2 separate regions of the Sus scrofa genome follow, and region 1 is linked to region 2. Evidence: chromatin contacts called from public Hi-C data. All regions are on one chromosome and are shown on one strand. The core of a region is the stretch at or near the end of the contact, and the rest is flanking DNA. Distances in the headings are between cores, read along the strand shown. Region 1 holds the start of PPIF (peptidyl-prolyl cis-trans isomerase F, mitochondrial). Region 2 holds the start of ZMIZ1 (zinc finger MIZ domain-containing protein 1).

Region 1 (5,917 bases), core at 3,242-5,741, 270 kb after region 2:
AGTGTCAGGCACCCAGCATTGTCATAGATAATAGCTGTGGAGTAAATGAACAGATTAGTGAATGTCAACCAGGGCTGGTTGACAGTCACCCTTTTCCAAAGCCTGCCTCCACCATCCTTCCAAATTCCTTGCTTTGGTGGCAGCTTCTCAGGAAGCTTTCTTCAGCCCCTCAGACCACCCAGATCACAATGGACAGCAGGTACACTCAGAAGCATGCTCCATCGTGTGGCCAAGTGCCTGGGGAGTGAGCCCTGCCCTATCCCGCTGGCTGCTCCCCCAGGGGCCCGCAGCAGCCTCATGACTTTTAAAGCCCAGCTGGACCCTAGAAGAGTTTTCTTAGACTTTTCCCTTGAGGCCTCTCTGGTCACTGTGTGCATCACCACCCTGGGCCTCAAGGGAAACCTCTGTGCCCACCTCTTCCTGACTCCCACGATGCTCTATTTCAGACCATGTTTGGGACCAGACCCACCCATGGTTCCTGGAAGCAGCAAGGGAGGCTGATGCATTCATACTGACTTCATGAAGCCTGGGAATGCCACAAGGGAGTTCCCCCAGAGAGTGCCAGGATCAGAGTGACCTGTTGGCAGGTCTGGCTCACCTTTTTTTTCCCCTTTCTCGGCCACACCCACAGCATACACTCATAGCATATGGAAGTTCCCAGACCAGGGATTCAATCCGAGCTGCATCTGCAACCTACACCACCACCATGGATCAAACCAGCAGCACCACAAAGACAAGTTGGATCATTAACCCACTGAGCCACAGTGGGAACTCCTAGTCTGGCTTGCTTTTTGAGCTCTCACCCAAGAAACTGTCTTCCGGGCTCCCTATCAGCTGCCCAAGATAGATGCTCTCCTAGACCCTAAATGCAACCGAGAAACATGAAGTCCAAGGCTTCTTCTAATTAAAGCACATTGTCCCAGTGACTGGCACTGGCATTGATCATTCACAGAAACCCACCCTGTGCCCACAGCAAGGCTACCTTCACTCCCAGCCCCTCCTAGAAGGCTCTCCAGGATATACCATATGACAACCACAACATTCATCCCTGCTGGGCACATGGGCCACCTGGGAGAGGCAGGAGGTAGTGATAATCACCCTGCCCTGCAAATGCCTGTCCCCATCTTCATCCCTCTGTATCCCCAGGGCAAAGCTCAGGCCTGGCATTCATTAGGTAGTCTAAAAACATGTCTGCTGAGTGAATCCTGCAGAAAGGACCCTGGCAAGAGTGAAGAGAGGGGTACTGACAGGCTGTGTGACCATGAGCAAGTTCCTGTCCCTCTCTGAGCTTCAGTTCTTTCATCTACATAGTGGCGATTAGAGCTTCCCAACTACTGGCCCAGAGGCCCCAGCCAGGTTGTGGCTGTATTGCTGATGGCTCCTTCAGCATTTGATTTTATTTTAAAATGAGTTCCCAACATTTAGAAGTTGGGAGATTTCCACAAAACCTAAAGTTTTGGGTTTATATTGAAAATTGAGGAGATTTGGCTATACTGGCCCCATAGCCCATATAATAACAATTGTTACGTATGCCTGGGGAGCAGCTGCCCCTTCAACTGGGGCGTTTGGACACAATGCTGCCTCCACCTACTCCCTATGGCCTCGCCCAACATGCTTCACTCCCATGTGGCCCTGCCTGGCCCCCACAGGTATCTGAGTTTGCAACCCCTGGATGGCAGCACGACCTGGCGGTTCTTTGGCTCTGTGCGGCCTAAAGATGGTGTCACAAGATCCCTGGGTGATGAAAACCATTAACACCCTGGGTAAGAAGCCACCTGGGCTGAGGGGAGAGAAACTATTTCTGAGGATGACACAGAGTCTATAAATAGCCTCAGAGCCAGGTGAGTGGTGACACCTGCCTCATCTCACTTGGGCCAGGAGTCCTCCAGGGCTGAGCATGTGTCAGTTCATGGCTCAGCTGGGACTGTCCCTCCTCCTTATGCCACTGAGTTTCAGTACAGCTATAGATGACTTCACAGCTGAGCCCGTGAGGAAGGTGGAATTTTCTCTGGCTCAAGCAAGAGGTAGTGATGATGTTTGATATTCCAAAAAGGGTGGAAGGTATAACATGAGAGAAGGAAGCTGCTTCTCAGACCTGGGGATGGGCGACTGCACCACCAGTGGTTCCCCAGTGCTGCCCAACTTAGACCTCAGCCTGGCCTTTAGCACCTTCTGTGACTGCCATGCCCCTTCACCCCACCCCCACTGCCAGCCTATCAGCTCACGGTCAGTATCATAGCCTTTCCTTAAAGGTGCCCTGAACTCTTCTGGCTCTGGGTTAGCTTTGGCTCATTCCCCCACTGGAAACTCCTCTCCACATCTTTGTGTCTCTGCCTCTCAAATACAGTTGTCTCCAGGCTGATCCTCCAGGCAGAAACTCTCTCCCATATCCCCTGAGTTCCCAGACCCCCTGGCTAACTTCTCAGTTTCTATCTTGCTGTGTTTTCTGTCCAAGGCCTGTCTCTCTTGCCCTCCAGACCCTGTCCCAATTACCAGCTCCTTTTGATGATAGTGAGAAGGGTTTGACATATGCAAGCCCTGATCTTGGAGTCAGAGACTCCCCCCAGCTCCAACACTCTGTTCCTTGCATGCCTTACTCCCAGCTCTTGGGGCCTTGCTTCCCCAGCTATGCAAAGGAACTGCTTCTCAGAATGTGATGGAGAGGAGCCGAGCTAAGGGCTGGGGAAAGTCTTCGAGAACAAAAAAGATTAAGTGAATGAGGGCAGCTCTTCACTGGGGTAGGGCTGTTCATGCTCCATTGGGTAGGGAATAAACTCAGGGCTTCTGGGAGCCAGTGTGAGGAACAATAGGGGACCACTAATCCACTTGGCATGGCTAAGAGCTATGTGAGCCCAGGGCCTAGAACTGACATGGGGGGTAATTCCTCTCTTTCTCCCTCAAATCTGCAGTATGCACCAGTGCAGGGGAGGATCTGGGAGATGTGCTGAGGACCTAGATGGGGCAGGGAGCAAGCCAGCCTCCTACTCAGGCCTGTTCTACTTCAGGGAAGATCATGAAAAAAATGAGAAGCCATTTCCCAGGACAGGGTGAGATCCCATTCTGGGCTGGGACCTGGGAAGCATCTGGACTCCAGGGTACAGCTGGGACATCATGTTGCTTGGGTCAACATTTTGCTGCCAGACCCCATCCCAAGAACTGATTCAGGGTCTGGAGCAGGTCAGTCTAGAACTGGTCCCAGCTCAAGCCCACCTGACTCCAAGGCTCAGCCCCTACCCTCTTTTCTAGCTCTTCAAAACTCTGAGCCACTGCAGCTGTGGCCCACTGCTATCTGAGCCCCAAACCCTGGGCAAAGTATAGACTCTGACTATCACTGATGCTTACAGCACAGTACTTAGCAGTTGACCAAGTTCTCTCTGTCTTGTTCTTTTTATCCTTGGAACAGACCTGGAAAACAAGTGGGGTAGGAATTAACATCACACCTATTCTGCAGAGGAGAAACTGAGGCCCAGAGAGAGGAGTCTGGGAGGACCGGTACAGGCTGGCAGTGGGGACTTCATGGTTCCCCTACTTCTGGGCAGCACCTTCCTGTCTCTGGGCCTCAGTTGTTCATCTGGAAAGTGTAGGTGTTGGCTCAGATGCTCTCTCAGGACCCCTGCCTGTCACTCATTTCCTGTAGGCTTCCCATGCCCCCCAGGCTCCAGTGAAGCCCACCTCAGCTTGTGGGGTAAATCTGCACAGTGGTAGCTCACACCCAGTTCCCCTCCTCTTCCCGTCTTACCTTTCCTCTCTTCCTTGCACCTCTTATGGATTGGCCCCTGTGCTATGTTACCTGCAGGAGCAGTTTCTCAGTGAGTGGGGGTAGAAGGGGAACCCTGGTTGCTGGGAACTAGGGCTGTCAGTCTGTGGGGTTGGGGAGGGGGAGATTCAGACCCAGTCCTGGTGGAGGACTGGGGGCCTGGTGGGAGCATGACAGGCTCAGGCTGAGTCTAGAGGGGGGACTGGTTTCTAGAAGCATTTGGAGACAAGCCCGGGCTAGGACAGGAATGCCTGAGGTCACCATGGGAGGTGTCTTGATCTCCTCCTGCCACTTCTCACTCTAATCCCGCATCTCATCTCCAACTTTCTTTGATTGACACTCAGTGCCACCTTTTCTCTTGGTCTGTACCTGTTCGCGGGGCCTATGGCAGGAGGGGCTGCCTATACAAAAGGCTCAAATGTAGACTTTTGTTATATTCAAATGAAAACACAGTACTCGCATTTTGGAGTTAGCCACTTTTTAGGATCCCCCCCGCCCGCTTTTTTTTTTTTTTTTTCCTATCTATTGGGACCCTCACAAAATGTCACCGGCCTCCTTTTGCAAGGTCGTGTCTAACTCTCAGGTCTCTAGCCCTGGTGTGGGTGTATTTAAAGGATTTTAGGCTAGCCGCTGTGCTTCCCGCTGGGGCCGGCAGAGGACAAGAGCGGACAGGCTGAAGGGGGCGTGGCGGAGGCGGGGCCCAGAGGCCGCCTGAGCCAATAAAGGCGGCGGCGCGCGGTCCCAGCTGACTCGGCCGCTCTGGGCGTGCGTGGTTCTCTTTGCTGTAGTCTCCGCTTGTCCTGGAGCTCTTGCACTCCGACCCGCGCTCACCATGCTGGCGCTGCGCAGCAGTCCCCGCTTGCTCCGTCTGCTCTCCGGCCCGCGCTCCGCGCCGCTGCGCCTCTCCGCAACCCGCGCCTGCAGCAGCGGCGGCGACTCCGGTGACCCGTCCTCTTCCGCCAGGAACCCGCTTGTGTACCTGGACGTGGGCGCGGACGGGCAGCCGCTGGGCCGCGTGGTTCTGGAGGTGAGACCACTGGACAGGACCGCGCTGGACTGAGAGTGAGGGACGGTCCCGGAAGAGCCCTGGACTCCGGGCCGGCGCTGTGTCTGGCTCGCTGTGTGACCTTGCTTCCTGCTCTGGGCCTCAGTTTCCCCATCTCTAAGAAGAGGCATCAGATTGGTCTCTCCGGGCCTCCCCTCGGATCTTTAGACCAATGGAAGTGGGGCGGGGGGAAGGTGGGGGAGGGCGCCCGTGGAGGAGAAAGCTCAAGGTCAGAATGTAGGCAGGAGGGCCTGTCCCGGCAGGCCGGCTCCGAGTTTGGGGAAGGGCTCCGAGATCTCACGGGGTGGGAGCGCAGGCCCAGAGCTCTGAGGTGGGTGTCGGGGTGGAGGGGGCAGGCTCTCCAGGATCCAGGCGGCTGACCCGCTGTGCGCTCACGTGGCGGCCCTTGCATAAGATGGAGCGTCCCCGGCCCTGCTCCTGCCATGGGGCGCATGGTTGAGCAAAGGTGCTTTGGGGCCGCCTCCTCTCCTGGTGGGTGCTGGCTGGGCCGGCCGCGGCCCCAGGAGTCGGGACCCTGTGTTCAGAACTCTTTGCCCCAACGCCAACCTGTCACCTTCCCAGGGTAACGCTTAGTGCCTGCCCCTGACTCTTTGGGCCTTTTTTTTTTTTTTTTTTAAAGCAGGGAACAAATATGTAGTCTGGAAGGTAACAGAGGGAACGCTCCTGTGTAGTTCTTGAGCCTGGCCTGCTTTTGAACACAGGCGCCTCAAGCCTCTGTTTCTTCTTCCGGAAAATGGAAAGCACCCATTTATTTTAAAGGTTTGGCACCAGGGCAGCTCTTGAAGCTGGGAAGCAAGAGGCTGGCTTGAATGGGGCTCCGGCCTCCCCCCTTTCCACCAGCCTCCTGCCTCTCTCTGAGCCTCAGTTTCCCATCTGCCCATTGAGGAGCTTGGGGGGCCCTCTCTCCAGGCCCTGAGTCTCTGATGCTTTGGGCCCAGCTGAAGTAGCTCTGCTAGGTCTGCCTCTAGAAGCAGGCCAAGATGGTGTTGTCATCTCTTCTGACAGGTTAGGAAATCGAGGCTGCCTCCTGCCAGCCCTGGGTTGAGGAAGCAGCTGGCAGAAGTGATAGCCACAGTGGCTTCCCACGGAGGGCT
Region 2 (5,721 bases), core at 151-2,650:
CAGTGCTTCGCTGCGATCCCTTCGGCGGCCGGGGGCCAAGGCCCAGGCGCCCCGCTAGTGTCGGGCTGCGCGGAGCCGGCTTAGTCTGCGCATGGGGGCCGGGGCTCTTGGGGTGTACGGGGCGTGAGTGCAGTTGTGCGCGCGCGGACCTGGTGCCCGCCTCCTGCCGGCGCGCCTACAGCCGTGGTTCCGTACACCCGGGGGCCGGGCAGGACCGGGATTCGGGAAGGAAGGAAGGGAGGGAGGGAAGGACGGGAGTAGGATCACCTCGGTCTCCCTCGTCTCCTTTGGGAAGACGCGAAGTTGAATGCCTGTGTGTAGGAGAACCGCCAGGGAAGGCGCCGGATTTCAGGGCGGCAAGGGATGATGGTGTTAAGTTGTGCATCTGAATTTCTAGGGAAAACACACACTTTTGTAAATGGGAGTGGGGGCGCGGTTAAGTTGTTTGTGTGCGAATTGCCGGGCGAGACGCGGCGCTCCGTACTATAGGGGAACGCCAAGGGGTGTGTGTAGGGGCTTCATGTAGGTCTCAGAAGCCCAAGGGGCACCAAGGCCGAAGCCTGGCTGGGGCTGCCCCGGCCAGGAGGGGAGCCCAGGGAGAAGATGTGCGTGTGTGTGTGTGTGCGTGCGCGCGCGTTGCAAATACGAAAGTAATTTCCCCGTGTTCTTTCTTCCTCTCCGTCTCCGCCGGCGGCGGCCCCGGGGGAGTGGGAGGCCGGCCGGGGCGGAGGTTGGGGGGCCGTGCCGGGGCTGGAGCTGGGGTGGTGGGCGGGCTCTGGAAGCTTGTTTCGCATTCCTGTCGTCTGGGCTGGGGAGAAAACAGTGGGGAGCGTGGCCTCGGCGTCTGGGGTGCGGGCAGCGGGTGCGCGTCGCCCCCTCGCTAGGGACATCTGTCCAGGAAGCCAGCCGGGCGAGGAGAGGGCGCGGTGCGGAGGGCAGGCTCCCCGCCCCGGAGCAGCAGGGGCGCGGGCGAGGGGCGGCCGCCTTCCCGGCCATTGTGCGCCAGCAGATTTTCACGGGAGACTGCCTCGGAGCCGCCGGAGAAGGCTGGGAGCCGGCCTCAGCCCCGGGTTTAAAAGACACTCCAGGAATGTAAACAACCCGAGCGGGAGGGTGGCGGGCGGGTGCGCGCTTGGGCAGCCGGCCCGGGCCCCCCACCCCTCCCCGGGGGACAGCCCCGTGGCAGGGCCGCCCAGCCCTAGCCCTCTACCTGCCGCAAACTTTTTCCTCCCTTGCCTTCTCTTCCCACCTCGCTCCTCTAGTGGGGCACAGAGCGAGGGCCTCTCCCTGGGCGGGGGCCGAGGGCGCCTGGCAGCCGGCGCCTGAGCCTGGAGGCCTGGCGGTCCGGCCCCGGCTTGGTGTCCGGAGTCCCGACTGCGCCTGCCTGGGAGCCACAAGCTTCCTGGGCAGGCAGCGCCGGAGTACCTGGGTCTCCAAGAGGCTGCCCGCCTGCCTCCCTCCCGCCTCCCTCCCGCTGCTCCTTCCCCCCGCTCTTCCCCGTCTCCTCCCCCCTGACTGATTTTCCAATGCCCTGACATGAGGGAGGAAGATTTAACTTGGCAGCCCAAACAAATGTTCTCTCAGAGGTCCTCCAAGAAGCTGGCGGCTGGGCTGGCAGAGTGAGGGCACTGCTCGGCCAGCCTTTTCTTCCTCTCAGCTCTGCCATGGCCATTTGTGAGCCCCCTGGGTGGACAGCCCAGGGCATGGGAGAGCAGGGCCCAACCTCACAGATTTAAGAGGGCAGGGGGAAGCTGCCTCTGAAAGCCCCTGGCTTGGCGCTTGGCAGGAGCTGCCTGGAGCTGCTTCCTGGTGCCAAGGGTTTTCTGGAGGATTTTCTTGAGCAACAGTTTGTCTCCCTGGTGCAACTCGGGCAACAGAGCCTGGTAGACCAGAGGGATAACCGGTGCTGTCTCCTCCTCTCTTGTGGGTATGAGGACAGGCTGGTTACACAGGGCAGGGCAGGAGGCCAGAGGCTGTTCCCAGAGGTACCTGGGTTTGCTTATTATTGTTTCTTGAAGGTAGAGATAAAGAGGCAGGCACTGTAGCTGGAGAATGGGCAGCTTGGTGGGTGTTGGTGGGTGATGAATTCTGACTGGTCTTCGCTGGCATTTGTGTTATGGTCCTGGGAGTTTGAAAGTTGCTTTTAGGCTCTCCGGGAAGTTTAAAAGGGGAGCAAGCCCTTAATTTTCTCTCTCCTTGCTGCTTTTCGAGGGGATCCAGAGTAGGGGGGAATTCCTGGCTTCCCACTTGCCTGCTGCCTGGCCCTCGTGCTGCGGTTGGTGAATGCCCCAAGCCTTGTGCTGACCTCTGTCTTCAGGTTGAAGATGTTGAAGCACCAGCATCAAACAAAAGACACATTGAAAGCCGAATCTGCCACAGAGCACGTGTGACTTTGAGGCCAAGGGAATGCGTTTGGAGGGAGATGGTGTTTTCTTCTGAGTTTTATGTTTTCGGTTGGATTTTGTTTTTCCCAAAAGGCCAGAAGCATCTCCTTGTCCCAAGTCATGAGGTTATGCAATGCTGTTTTCACACATAAATCTCAAAACTTTAGACTTCTGAGTTGGTGGCAGTGACGGGGTGGGGGAAGGAGTGGTAGGGAGTTTTCAAGAGTTTTAAATGGTTTTTGGATTGGTGTTTTGAGGCATTCAGGGTATGGCTCACGAAGAAGAGTTGTGAATAAGAAATTGCTGCACTTATGGGGAAGCTTTGATAACTAGTCCTGTCTATGCAAAAAAGGATTGCTGGCTTCTTTAGGGGACAAAATGTCCTGTTTCCCTCCTAAGGAAGGAGAGAGGAGGAGCCTCATTCCTTTCTCAGCCAGGAGCAAAGAAAGGTCCAGAGACTGTGGGGTTTATCTCTCTCTCTCCCTCCCTTCCCCCCACTTCCCCTAACAACTGTAACACAACATTATCTCCATCCCTGGTCCCCAGGGATGTGCCCCAACCTAGGACAAGTGTCCACCATCAATGGAAAATTGCAGAGGGAAGGACCCAGCCAAGAGCTACAAACTTCACTTTTTTCCTGATTGACAGAGATGGGGTGGATAAGGCAGGAAGACTCTTGGAGGCTTGCTGTGTCCCAAGGGTTTTGTCACAAGAGTACCTTTGTGTGAAGCCATGGATACCGAGGTCTCTGGCCTTGGTCAGCATCCAGCAGACAGCCGTGACCCTAGTCTAATGGTGAGGTGTTGCTGTAAGAAGTTCAGGCACCAACAAAATAATTTCTGGAAGCTTCTCTGGGCATTCTATCATGGAACCAGGAAGCAGGGTCTGCCAGATCCCGACTGAGTCCCATACATTTCATTCATAACTTTGTTCCCGAGGGCCCTTGCCTAGCTCCTATCAACGCCTCATCTTTATGAGGTTCCTTAGTTTTTGTGTGGACAACAAAGGCCAGGCTGTTGTAATTACCCTGAACCCTGCTGCAGCCTTGCCTGGTGACTGCTCTGACCTCTCAGCAGGACATGGTGGCCTCCGTCTACGCCCTCCGAGCAGGGAGGGCCTTTTGTCCCTAGAGCTGTACCCTGAGGATAAGGGAAGCAGAGCCTGCGTAGGCTCAGGATCTAGGGGTGATCCTGAAGTTGGACCCTTCCCTGAGGGAAGATGAGGGGAGGCTGAGAAAACCAGTCCCAAGCACAGACTCTGAGGAAAGAGTTCAGAAACCCATCACAATTAGGTGAGTACTTCCTATTACTTGAGGAGCTAGAGGAGAGGTGTCTGAAGGCTGTAGCTGGTTAGCTGCTTTGGGACCAAAGCTTTGCTCAGCTTGGCCTCAGTCTCCACATCTGTAAAATGGGCCCAAGGGCAGAACACCCCCCACCCCCACCCCCACTTAGTTGCTGTGAGGGTGAAGCAGATATGGATATAAGATCCCTGGGCATGTGTCCCCTGAAGGCCTAGCAGGTACAGAATGGATAGAGCACAAAAGGATTGGATTAGAAGTGCTGGAAGCATTTTCCAGAAGCTGCTCTCCCATCCAAGCCTACCTCTTTGGCAGCTTACTGTCCAGCCTTGGCCTGCATGCTCCCCATGCCAGAGCATTCACCATCTCTGGGCAGCTTCTGCCTCAGTGGACAGCTCTAACTGTTGGTGTGCTCTGCCACAGGCTTTCTGGAAACCAGCCCCTCCCGACCCTCACTCTGGGCTTGAGGTGCAGGGGGTCTGCTAGACCACAGACTCATACTTTCCCTAATGATCCCAAGTTCAGTACCAGTGCCCAGGTGGGCTGCACTCCCGTGGGGTGGGAGGACACCCTTCAAAGGGCTGCTTCTAGCCTTTACTGGGAGTGACCTGCGCAGAGCGCGGGAGGCTCTGCCCCCGGGCTCACCATCACCTGTCTTTGTGGACCAGGTTTGCCTCCTGGCATGTTCCTTGGATGGGGTGTGAGGAGAAGGAAGGAAATACATGGCAGGGAGTGGGGTCGGGTCAGGGGTCCGGCGCTGATGCCACAGATACTTCCTGAGAGTCCACAGTGTGAGGACCGTGGCCTGTGAGAGACCCTGCAATGTGTAAGACAGTTCCTGTTCCTTAGGAGCTCACAGTCCAGCAAGGGCAGGAAGATCAGTCCAAATAAATAATTAACCACCACCAGCTGGCTGCCTGCCATGGGGCTCATGATGACAGTAATAACCACAGCCCCTCGCCTTTGTATGGCACTTGGTGGATTTAGAGGCACTCTTCAACTTTGCTCAACTCCAGTAACAGCAGCGGAAGCCACTGCTATTTGGAATCAGCCCCCTTTAGTACAGAAGAAACCCGAGGTTCAGGGTGAGATGACCTGTGACTGAGCCAGGACCAAATCCCAGGCCTTATAGATGCCAGCTGCTGCCTTCCCAGCCCACCAGCCAGGCAGGTACAAGGATGCAAAAATCTGTGTGAACCCCAAGAATGGTGACAAGATTGAGGCTAAGGAGGGGAAGCTGTGCCCAGGAAGGGTCATGGGGCGGGAAAGCTTGCCTGCCCCCCAGTTTGGCAGCACAAGGCCCATGCCCCGAGCAATGGCACTGCTTTCTTGTGGCACAGTGTCTTACAGCCAGATCTTGCTCTGAGTCCCAGATCCTGTCATGACTGTCCAGGGCACACGTGTCTGTACATGGGCCTTCACCCCCATCCCTGGCCCTGGAGCAGGAGACAGAGATGTTTCTAAGCCCCAGGTCCCTGTGCAGACCAAGGCTCTTCCCTGGGCTGTGATGGTTTCTATAGATACAGACGTTGACTCAGCCTGCCCCTCCCCTGGCTGAGTCAGTCCCTAGGCCCTGTGGGGTAGCCGCCCTGTAGGGGCCCTTGGTTTCTTTTTGCCTCTTGACAGTGCCTGCCTGCTGGCCATGCCCCTGCACCGGCTTTTCTGGAGCTCATCGGAGTGCTACCCCAGAAGAAGGCTGCAGGTGGTGGGATCCACAGCAGGGAGCAGTGGGGCAAGCTGAGTGGCAGCTCCCTGGGAGGCCTGGCCCAACCTGGCACACCTGCACAGGTAATGACGGCAGCCCAGGAGGCCCCTGAACCCCGCCTGTCAGGGCCAGCTTCCGGGGTTACTGCGGGATCGTGCCGGGGGAGGCCAGGGTGTCTGAGCTAATTAGATTTCTTAGATTTCAATGCTCCCCTAATCCTGTTAGCCCGGCTGTAATTGTAACCACTCGAAGGTTTCAGCCATGGCAGGCTGTTGAGGACAGACGGTGTGGGGACTCCGCTCGGCCCCAGCCCCCAGCCTTAGCCAGCTGGCTGG

The links. A called contact is a pair of places that touch in the nucleus more often than the background predicts.
Region 1: a contact with region 2 is called in a Hi-C map of embryonic fibroblasts, with 2.5 times the contacts expected there. The contact joins the promoter of PPIF here to the promoter of ZMIZ1 in region 2. A contact is called at or near these places in 1 of 47 Hi-C or Micro-C datasets (embryonic fibroblasts) and 1 of 2 datasets of contacts at active chromatin or transcription factors (alveolar macrophages).

The regions. Positions count from the first base shown.
Region 1 is chr14:81,670,180-81,676,096 of Sscrofa11.1, forward strand. PPIF (peptidyl-prolyl cis-trans isomerase F, mitochondrial) reads left to right here and starts at 4,492. Exons shown (of 6, transcript XM_021073635.1): 1 at 4,492-4,784. The coding sequence starts at 4,590.
Region 2 is chr14:81,407,667-81,413,387 of Sscrofa11.1, forward strand. It overlaps ZMIZ1 (zinc finger MIZ domain-containing protein 1), which reads left to right and starts at 1,401. Exons shown (of 26, transcript XM_013983374.2): 1 at 1,401-5,469.